Regions from separate parts of the Sus scrofa genome. Here region 2 is linked to region 1. A link is a contact called in public Hi-C data. All regions are on one chromosome and are shown on one strand. The core of a region is the stretch at or near the end of the contact, and the rest is flanking DNA. Distances in the headings are between cores, read along the strand shown.

The links. Hi-C and Micro-C count contacts between places; a contact is called where the count stands out from the background.
Region 2: a contact with region 1 is called in a Hi-C map of heart right ventricle, with 5 times the contacts expected there. The contact joins two enhancer-like sites. A contact is called at or near these places in 3 of 47 Hi-C or Micro-C datasets (epiblast stem cells, fetal heart ventricle and heart right ventricle) and 1 of 2 datasets of contacts at active chromatin or transcription factors (skeletal muscle).

What each region holds. Positions count from the first base shown.
Region 1 is chr14:124,032,839-124,036,699 of Sscrofa11.1, forward strand. The region is part of intron 2 of CASP7 (caspase-7); the gene reads left to right. Among named protein-coding and RNA genes, the nearest start is that of CASP7, 17 kb to the left of the region's middle. Within about 2 kb of position 2,128, at least 4 of the 83 cell types and tissues checked have an H3K27ac peak or open chromatin away from gene starts, as enhancers often do.
Region 2 is chr14:124,323,507-124,327,287 of Sscrofa11.1, forward strand. No RefSeq gene overlaps it. Among named protein-coding and RNA genes, the nearest start is that of ADRB1, 75 kb to the right of the region's middle. Within about 2 kb of position 1,370, at least 3 of the 83 cell types and tissues checked have an H3K27ac peak or open chromatin away from gene starts, as enhancers often do.

The DNA.
Region 1 (3,861 bases), core at 878-3,377:
TCTCAAATTTCCCCAGGGCCTTGGTGGAGCCTCAGGTGCCCCTGCTGAGGGATGTGTTTATCCTTCCAGCTCCCAACTGAAGAGGGTGGGAGAAAAGGCTTGTTTTCAAAACTTGGTAAACTCCCTACTTTTGAGCCTCAGGCTCAGATCCCTTGGGGTTTCTCCTCTGTATCATCTTCGTGTTCCAACCTTTGTCCTCCTGGCATGTGTTTCATAAATGCCACTTGGTTGTAATTCTTCTTTCTCCTGGACTGCAAATTGAGTTGCTCCACCAGTAAGTGTTATAATCAGGTCCTTATGTAAAAGACAAAAAACCCAAAACATGGTATTTGTGTAATTACAAGAAAGATCGAGGAAGTTCCCTCATGGTGCCGCAGGTTAAGGACCTGGCAGCAGCTTAAGTCATTGTAGCTGCTCGAGTTGTTGCTATGACACAGTATTCTATCCCTGGCCTGGGAACTTCCACATTTTGTAGGTGTGGCCAAAAAGAAAAAAAGACTGGGAATAGTGTTTCAGAAGAAACCATGCTTTGGAAGCAGAGAAAAGAACAAAGAAAGCAGACCTTACCTCATTCCAAAGACTGTGTCCCAAATTAAGGGAAAGCTTTTCTCTCACACTTGTTAATTTCAAGAGGCCAGGTCTGAGCCCTCTAAAAGCAAACAAACCTTAAAACATACCCAGGGGCTTGACTTTTCAATAAAGGAAGACTTCAGATTCAGACTCCAGGATACTGATTGTCTGTATGCAAATTTGTATATAAAGCGTAATAAAGACTTAATGCTGTATTTGAAGCAGTGATGATACTACTTAAAATGACAGCCGTGTAGTTCCAGTTGTGGCACAGTGGAAACGAATCTGACTAGTAACCATGAGGTTGTGGGTTCAATCCCTGGCCTCATTCAGTGGGTTAAGGATCCAGCGTTGCCATGAGCTGTAGTATAGGTCGCAGACACGGCTCAGATCCTGCATGGCTGTGGCTGTGGCTGTGGCTGGTGGCTGCAGCTCCAGTTTGACCCCTAGCCTGGGAACCTCCATGTGCCATGGGTTTGGCTGTAAAAAGCCAAAAAAAAAAAAGAGATAGCTGTGCTGGTGTGGAGTTGGACAACCCAGGTTCAGATCCTGGCCCTGCTTCCCCCTTTCTAATTGAACAAGCAGAGCAAAGGTTATGGCCTTTCTGAGCTTGGTTTCCTCATTTCCATGATTGGAATATGAATACCTATCCACTCAGTTGTTTGTGAGAATTAAAGTACCTGATGAGAAAGAAATCATAGAATCAATTTCAAACCAGGAGACTCCTTAAAATGTCGTTTGTCCAATTCTCATTTGTAGCAATCAAAGTTGAGACCAGGAGTACCCCATTGTGGCTCAGCATTAATGAACCTGACTAGTATCCATGAGGTTGTGGGTTCAATCCCTGGCCTCGCTCAGTTGGTTAAGGATCCAGTGTTGCCATGACCTGTGGTATAGGTTGAAGAGGTGGCTCAGATCTGGCATTGCTGTGGCTGTGGCATAGGCCAGCAGCTACAGCTCCAATTCACCCCCCAGCCTGGGAACTTCCATATGCCGTGGGTGCAGCCCTAAAAAGACCAAAAAAAAAAAAAAAAAGAAGAAGAAGAAGGAAAAGAAAGAAAGTTGAGACCAGAGAGGTCAAGTTTTCTACCCACTGTCACCCAGCAGGACCAAGACCCAGGTCTGATGTGGGGTCCAGTGCTCCCTCCCCTCATATCAAGTGCCACCCACAGCTGCAGTGACATCAAGCTGTTCAATCACATTAATCCACCAGCAGAGCATTTTTTTCTTCCACCCAAGTGGGTCAGCAAATTTAATTCTTCATTGAAACTGCTCCCTTTCTGCTTCACTTCAGCCGAGGGATGGTATACAGACAGCATTTCAACAGGGCTAGCGATGGGCTTTCTGATACAGAGCGTCACGTGCCCATTTCAGGAGCAGCAAGCCACGCCTCTAAAGCATGGCCAAGGGGTCTAGAGACTTGGAAGCCGTCACTTCTACATGCACAGAATACCTCTCATTATTTTAGATTATTGCTCTTCAAGAGGGAGAGACTAAGCTCTAGGATTGACAGGAAAAGTGAGGAAGGGAGATCAATGTCAGGTTTTCACAGGAATAGACTGAAAGCACCATTCGTACAGAATTAAGCCCAGTAACAGAAAAGACCTGTGAAAATAAGCCCTGTTGCTTCTCCACGAACACATCATCACAAGTACGAAACGTGCATTATAACCTTGCGTGTTCCAACCCCAAGCTTGCTGGTGCTGAAGGCCTTCTGTCTGGCACACATCCATCAGCGTGTGTTTGTATACTGCTTGGCTGCAAGTGTCAAAGACAGATGAAGTGGTTATCTAAGAGTATAGGCTCAAGTATGCCTGCTGTTCAAAATTCTGGATTCTGCAGCCCCAGTACAGACGCCATTGTATCTTCCACGTCATTCCAGGCTATTTGAAGAGCCTTCAGTCTTTTGTTTCCCCTGAATGATTTTTTTTTAAGTCGTTTGTCAATTTTAATTGCCAGAGGTCTCTCTCGTCTTTTTTTTTTTTTTTTTTTAGGGGGATGTTGGAAATATAGATGTTGGTAATTCTCCTTAGTCTATTTTCAACTGACTTTGTTTCCTCGTGTAAGTGTATTTTTGCAAACTGAGTTTCAGAGAAGAGTATAGAGAGCCAGTTTTCTCTCCTTCACAAGCCTGAGGATGGCGGGGGATTAGGAGGTTTGCCCGAGAGAGCAGGTGTGGTTCCCACTTCACACCTTTCATTGACTGTGACTTTGAACCAGGAAATTGAGAAAAGCATTGCAGAGGTGTTTGCCTAATAATTTTGGTTTTTATGTGTTCATCTTTTCCTCATTGCATTTGGAGGGTGAAATGGAAAAGGGTAGTAACTCCTGAATCATTCGCTTTATTCAAGACCCTTGAAAAACGTTTGTGTGCCTCATTTGAAAATTAAGATGTTTGGTATGCCTCTGTGGTCTTTTATTTTATGACTTATTCATTATTTTATTACACCCTTGAGTATCTTTATAAGGAAAAAAATAACCCAGTAAATTTGAACTCTTTGACTCGGCACCAGCCCACTTCCTACTTTGGTTCGCTTACATGTCATTTTACATGTTTTGCGATTCCTGTGTGTGCGGTTTTGCCACCTTTTATAGATTTGATACTTCGGCGGGTCTCCCACATCTGCACGCTCATCACTTTAAATAGCTGTGTAGTATTTTATTCTGCGGCTCCTCTGTGCCTTGCTGAGCCATTTCCCCATCGTTTCCAGTTTTCCACTCTTAAAGATGGTGCTACTGGCTGTTTCTTTGTGGAAATGTGGAGTTTTTTCCCCTTGGGATCCCAAGTTCCTAGAAAGTTGCTTTTTCTCTAGGGAGCTGTCCTGGAGTGGGGAGGATGCAGCCATGTGGAGCCTGGGCATTTCTGCCGGTCAGCAGAGAAGGCGGAGGCCAGTGTGACTTTCCCAGCCCCAGTGTCCTATGGAAAACTCCAGCGTGCAGTTCACTGCTGATTCAGGCACAGGCCTTCAGGGCCGGGCCGGCTGTGCCAGTCTTCTGTCCCTGCTCGGCTCCGAGCATGTTGAGTTTTTATTATTTCAGAGAAGAAGGAAACTCGCTGCCTGCTGTCACAGGGCGAAGCCTAGTTCTGATGCAGAGAGAGATGCTTTCCGATGGAGACATGAGGTACCGAATTCCCTCTCTCCTCTCCGTCCTGTCCTGAGCTGGGGATGCCCTCTCCTGAAATCTTGAAACCATGAATGAATCATCCCAAAGATATTTAGACAAAGCAGCTATGAAAACCAGAGCTCTAGTTCCGAATGGAGCAGCCCCCAGGGGAAGTGTGTGCCTGGT
Region 2 (3,781 bases), core at 120-2,619, 290 kb after region 1:
CCTGGGGCAAGTCACCCAAACTTTGAGAACCCCTGCTTCTTTAGCATCAGATGAAGAGGGATCAGAGGAAGTGTCCTACAAGAATCTGTGTCATCGTTCCTGAAAACTAAGGCTGGCACAGTATAAAGGTCAGACCAGGCCATGGAGGGAGAAGACTGGGGTCAGTCCTGGCACTGCTGTATCCATCTGTATGTCTTTGAGTGCCCTTGGGAAGATTCCTTAAGCTCTTTGAGCTTCAGGTTCCCAATCTGAAAAATGAAACTTACAAGATGGAACTTCCAGAGCTGTTGGGAGGAAGCGAAAGGAACCTATGTGTAGGTAAGGGTAGCTCTGATTATGATTGGGTTTGAGACTACAGGGCATAGTAACTAGGGATGCAGACCCACCCAGTTCAAATCTCAGTTCTTCTGGGTCACCTTGGGCCCTTGGGAAAGCTTCTTATTTTCTCTCAGACGGTTTCTTCCTGTGACAAATGGAGATAACAGGTGTATGCAGCTTGAAGTGTTTTTGTGAGGATTTAAGAAATTAATATAAATAACTAAATGTGGAGTTCCCATCATGGCGCAGAGGAAACAATTTCACTAGGAACCATGAGGTTGCGGGTTCGATCCCTGGCCTCATTCAGAGGGTTGGGGATCTGGTGTTGCTGTGAGCTGTGGTATAGGTCATAGATGTGGCCCAGATCTGGCATTGCTGTGGCTGTGGTGTGGCCAGGAGCTGTAGCTCCAATTAGACCCCTAGCCTGGGAACCTACATCTGCCGCAAGCGCAACCCTAAAAAGACAAGGGAAAAAAAATCAAAAATCAAAAACAAATAAATAAGTAAATGTAAGGGGAAGCACTTGGGACCTGGCAGACAACACCTTCGCCCATCTTATTCACCAAGGCGCTCCTGCCCCCGCCCCCACTCCCTCCAACCACCACCCCCATGTCCACCCCTGGGGTCAGAACTGTCCTTCCTTCCCACTCTTCCAGGGAGAAGAGGGGAGAGGAAAGCAAGATCACTGTTGACAGGGGAAGGTGACCTTGCAGGCATGGAGAAAGCTGGCCTGGAACTCATCTGCTCTCCCAGCCTGCTGGTTCACCCCACCTCACCTCCCTTGATTTCCGAGGCTTAAAATAGCCTGAACCGGTGTGGTCACATTTCAGTGTGCCACTCAGAGAGAACCCCTAGGGTGTTTTCAAAGCCAGCTCTGAGCTCCTCACTAGCCAGGCTCCGGTTATGAGTTATTCACACACATTGGGCTCTACCCGGTCTGCAGGGAAAGTGAGTTCCGAGTGCTTTCCTGCTAGATCCCACCTATGGGAGCTCTGCTTGCTCAGCAGGGTCAGACCCATCAGCTCCTTTAATAAACAGGGGCTGTGGAACCCTGCCAGCTGCAGAGGGTAAGGGAGCAGTGCTGCTGGGGCCGGGGGGTGGGGGAGGGAGGGATGGCAGGTTCTGAGGAGGTCAAGGATCATATGATGGGGAAAGGCCCACACTGGGAGTCAGGTGGAGGGTGGTCTGAGATCCAGCTCCACCCCCAATGTAGTGTGACCTTGAATTTGTGGCCTGCCCTCTCTGGATCTTCCATTGCCCTCTGATCTTTCTTTCTTTTTCCTTTTTAGGGCCTCACCAGTGGCATAAGGAAATTCCCAGGTTAGGGGTTGAATTGGAGCTACAGCTGCCTGCCTACACCACAGCCACAGCAACTCAGGATCCAAACCAAGTCTACCACCTACCCCGCAGCTCAGGGCAACCCGCTGGGCGGGGCCAGGGATCAAACCTGCATCTTCATGAACACTAGTTAGGGTTGTTACCGCTGAGCCACAACAGGAAATCCCACCTGACTTTTCCTGATGGTTCAAATTGGCTCTATTCTCCACCTCAGAGCGGCTTCATTCTCAGACCTTATATGATGTCAAGATGGCATCACGTAGCTCCTAACCTACTTCTTCTGATGCTCACATCTGGCAGGAAACAGAGTTTCTCTTCCCTCCTTGTTGGCCAAACTCTTGTTGCTCAAGAGCAATGCACCCATCTGGGGTGGCAGGTGCGCCAGCCCTCAGAGCCCATTCTCATCCCTCCCTGGGCTGCAAAGGTTGCAGAATGGAAATCTACATCCTCAGCCCCACTGAGCTAGGGTTCACATGCAAATTAGGTTCCATTCATCAGATGTCCTAGCGTGAGATGTGGAAGGCAGCCGTGAAGGGTGCTCTTGGTTCCTGGCCAAAGTCTCAGGTACAATCTCCAGGTTCATGGGTGTCCAGAAGCTTCCGAGGCCTGGATTGTAGCAGCTGGGTATATTCTTGAATGGGATGACTCCGGGCCAGGAAGAGAGGTGTGCTCTTCTCTCTCCACCTTGGTCCCTGGTGGGCAAAAAGCTTCTTTCCTGGAGACCCAGCCCACTTTTCCAGGGATGTCATGAGCACCTGTTTTCCTGCATTCCGTATCTTTCTGCTTAAAAACGGCCAAGTCATTCCTGTTCTGTTCCCTGTGTCTGACTCCTGACCAAGACCCCATCCCTGAACCCAGAGGGAAAGGAACGTGCTGATTGCCTGGGCCTTGGGCACAAGCCCATTGTGAAGTCTGGGTTAGTCATCACTGCCAAAAGATACAGATTAAGGAGAATAATTTCCCCCAATTACTATTATTTTAATATTGCCAAATTACTCTAATAATAATAATTACATCACAGTTGTCAAGGGAAAGGGGAAATGGAGACTGGCCAACCCAAAGCAACTAAAGTCCACTGTGCATCCTGACCCAGATGTCAGGGTAAGGAGCCCTGGCAGACAGAAATGGGGAGTGGAAGATGTCAGGATTCTGTCCAGGCCGAAAGTGTGGTGCAGAAGACACCGTCAGTACCACACCGAGATCCCCTCCCTCCCCCATCTCCCATTTCCTGCATCCATGCCCTGGCCCTTTGCTCTCAGCTTCTGGCCTGCAACAGAAGCCTACCCTATCAATTTTGCTGCACAGCAAAGTGACCCATCCATATATATATATATATACTTTCTTTTTCTCATCCTATCTTCCATCACGTTCCATCTCAAGTGATTGGATGTGGTTTCCTGTGTTGTAAAGCAAGACCTCATTTCTTACCCATCCTAAATGTCATAGTTCGCATGTACTAACCCCAAACTCCCAGGCCATCCCGACGGAACACTGTAAATCAGCTGCAATTAAAATAAATAAATAAATACATAAATAGAAGAAGAAGATGCCTACTCTGTGTGCCTATACGCACAGAGAGCTGGGGCTACCTGAGAGCTCACCTGGTCCAGGTTGGCCTTTGACCAATGACTGGCTGGTGTCGGGGGATAGAAGGCCGCCTTTCCTGTCTCAGGTGTGGACTAACCCTGAGGGCTGCCCCGTGGGATCAGGCTGAAGCTAGGACTTGTGTACTTGGCTTTTCCTCGCCTTGTCCTGCTCTTCCAGTCCCTGAGAAGATGCCTTTTTTTTTTTTTTTTTTTTTTTTTTTTTTTTTGTAAGGTCTGCACCTGTGGCATATGGAAGTTCCCAGGCTAGTGGTCTAATCAGAGCTGTAGTTGCCTGCCTACACCACAGCCACCTCAATGCCAGATCCAAGCTGCATCTGCAGCCTATACCACAGCTCACAGCAATGCCAGATCCTTAAGCCACTGAGCAGAGCCAGGGATCAAACCTGCATCCTCATGGCTAGTAGGCAGGTTCGTAACCAGTTGAGCCACAGTGGGAACTCCCCCTGGGAAGACGCTTCATTAATCATTTTCACACAAATCGTCACTTCTGGGCCTGCTTCTGAGAAAGCCACACATAC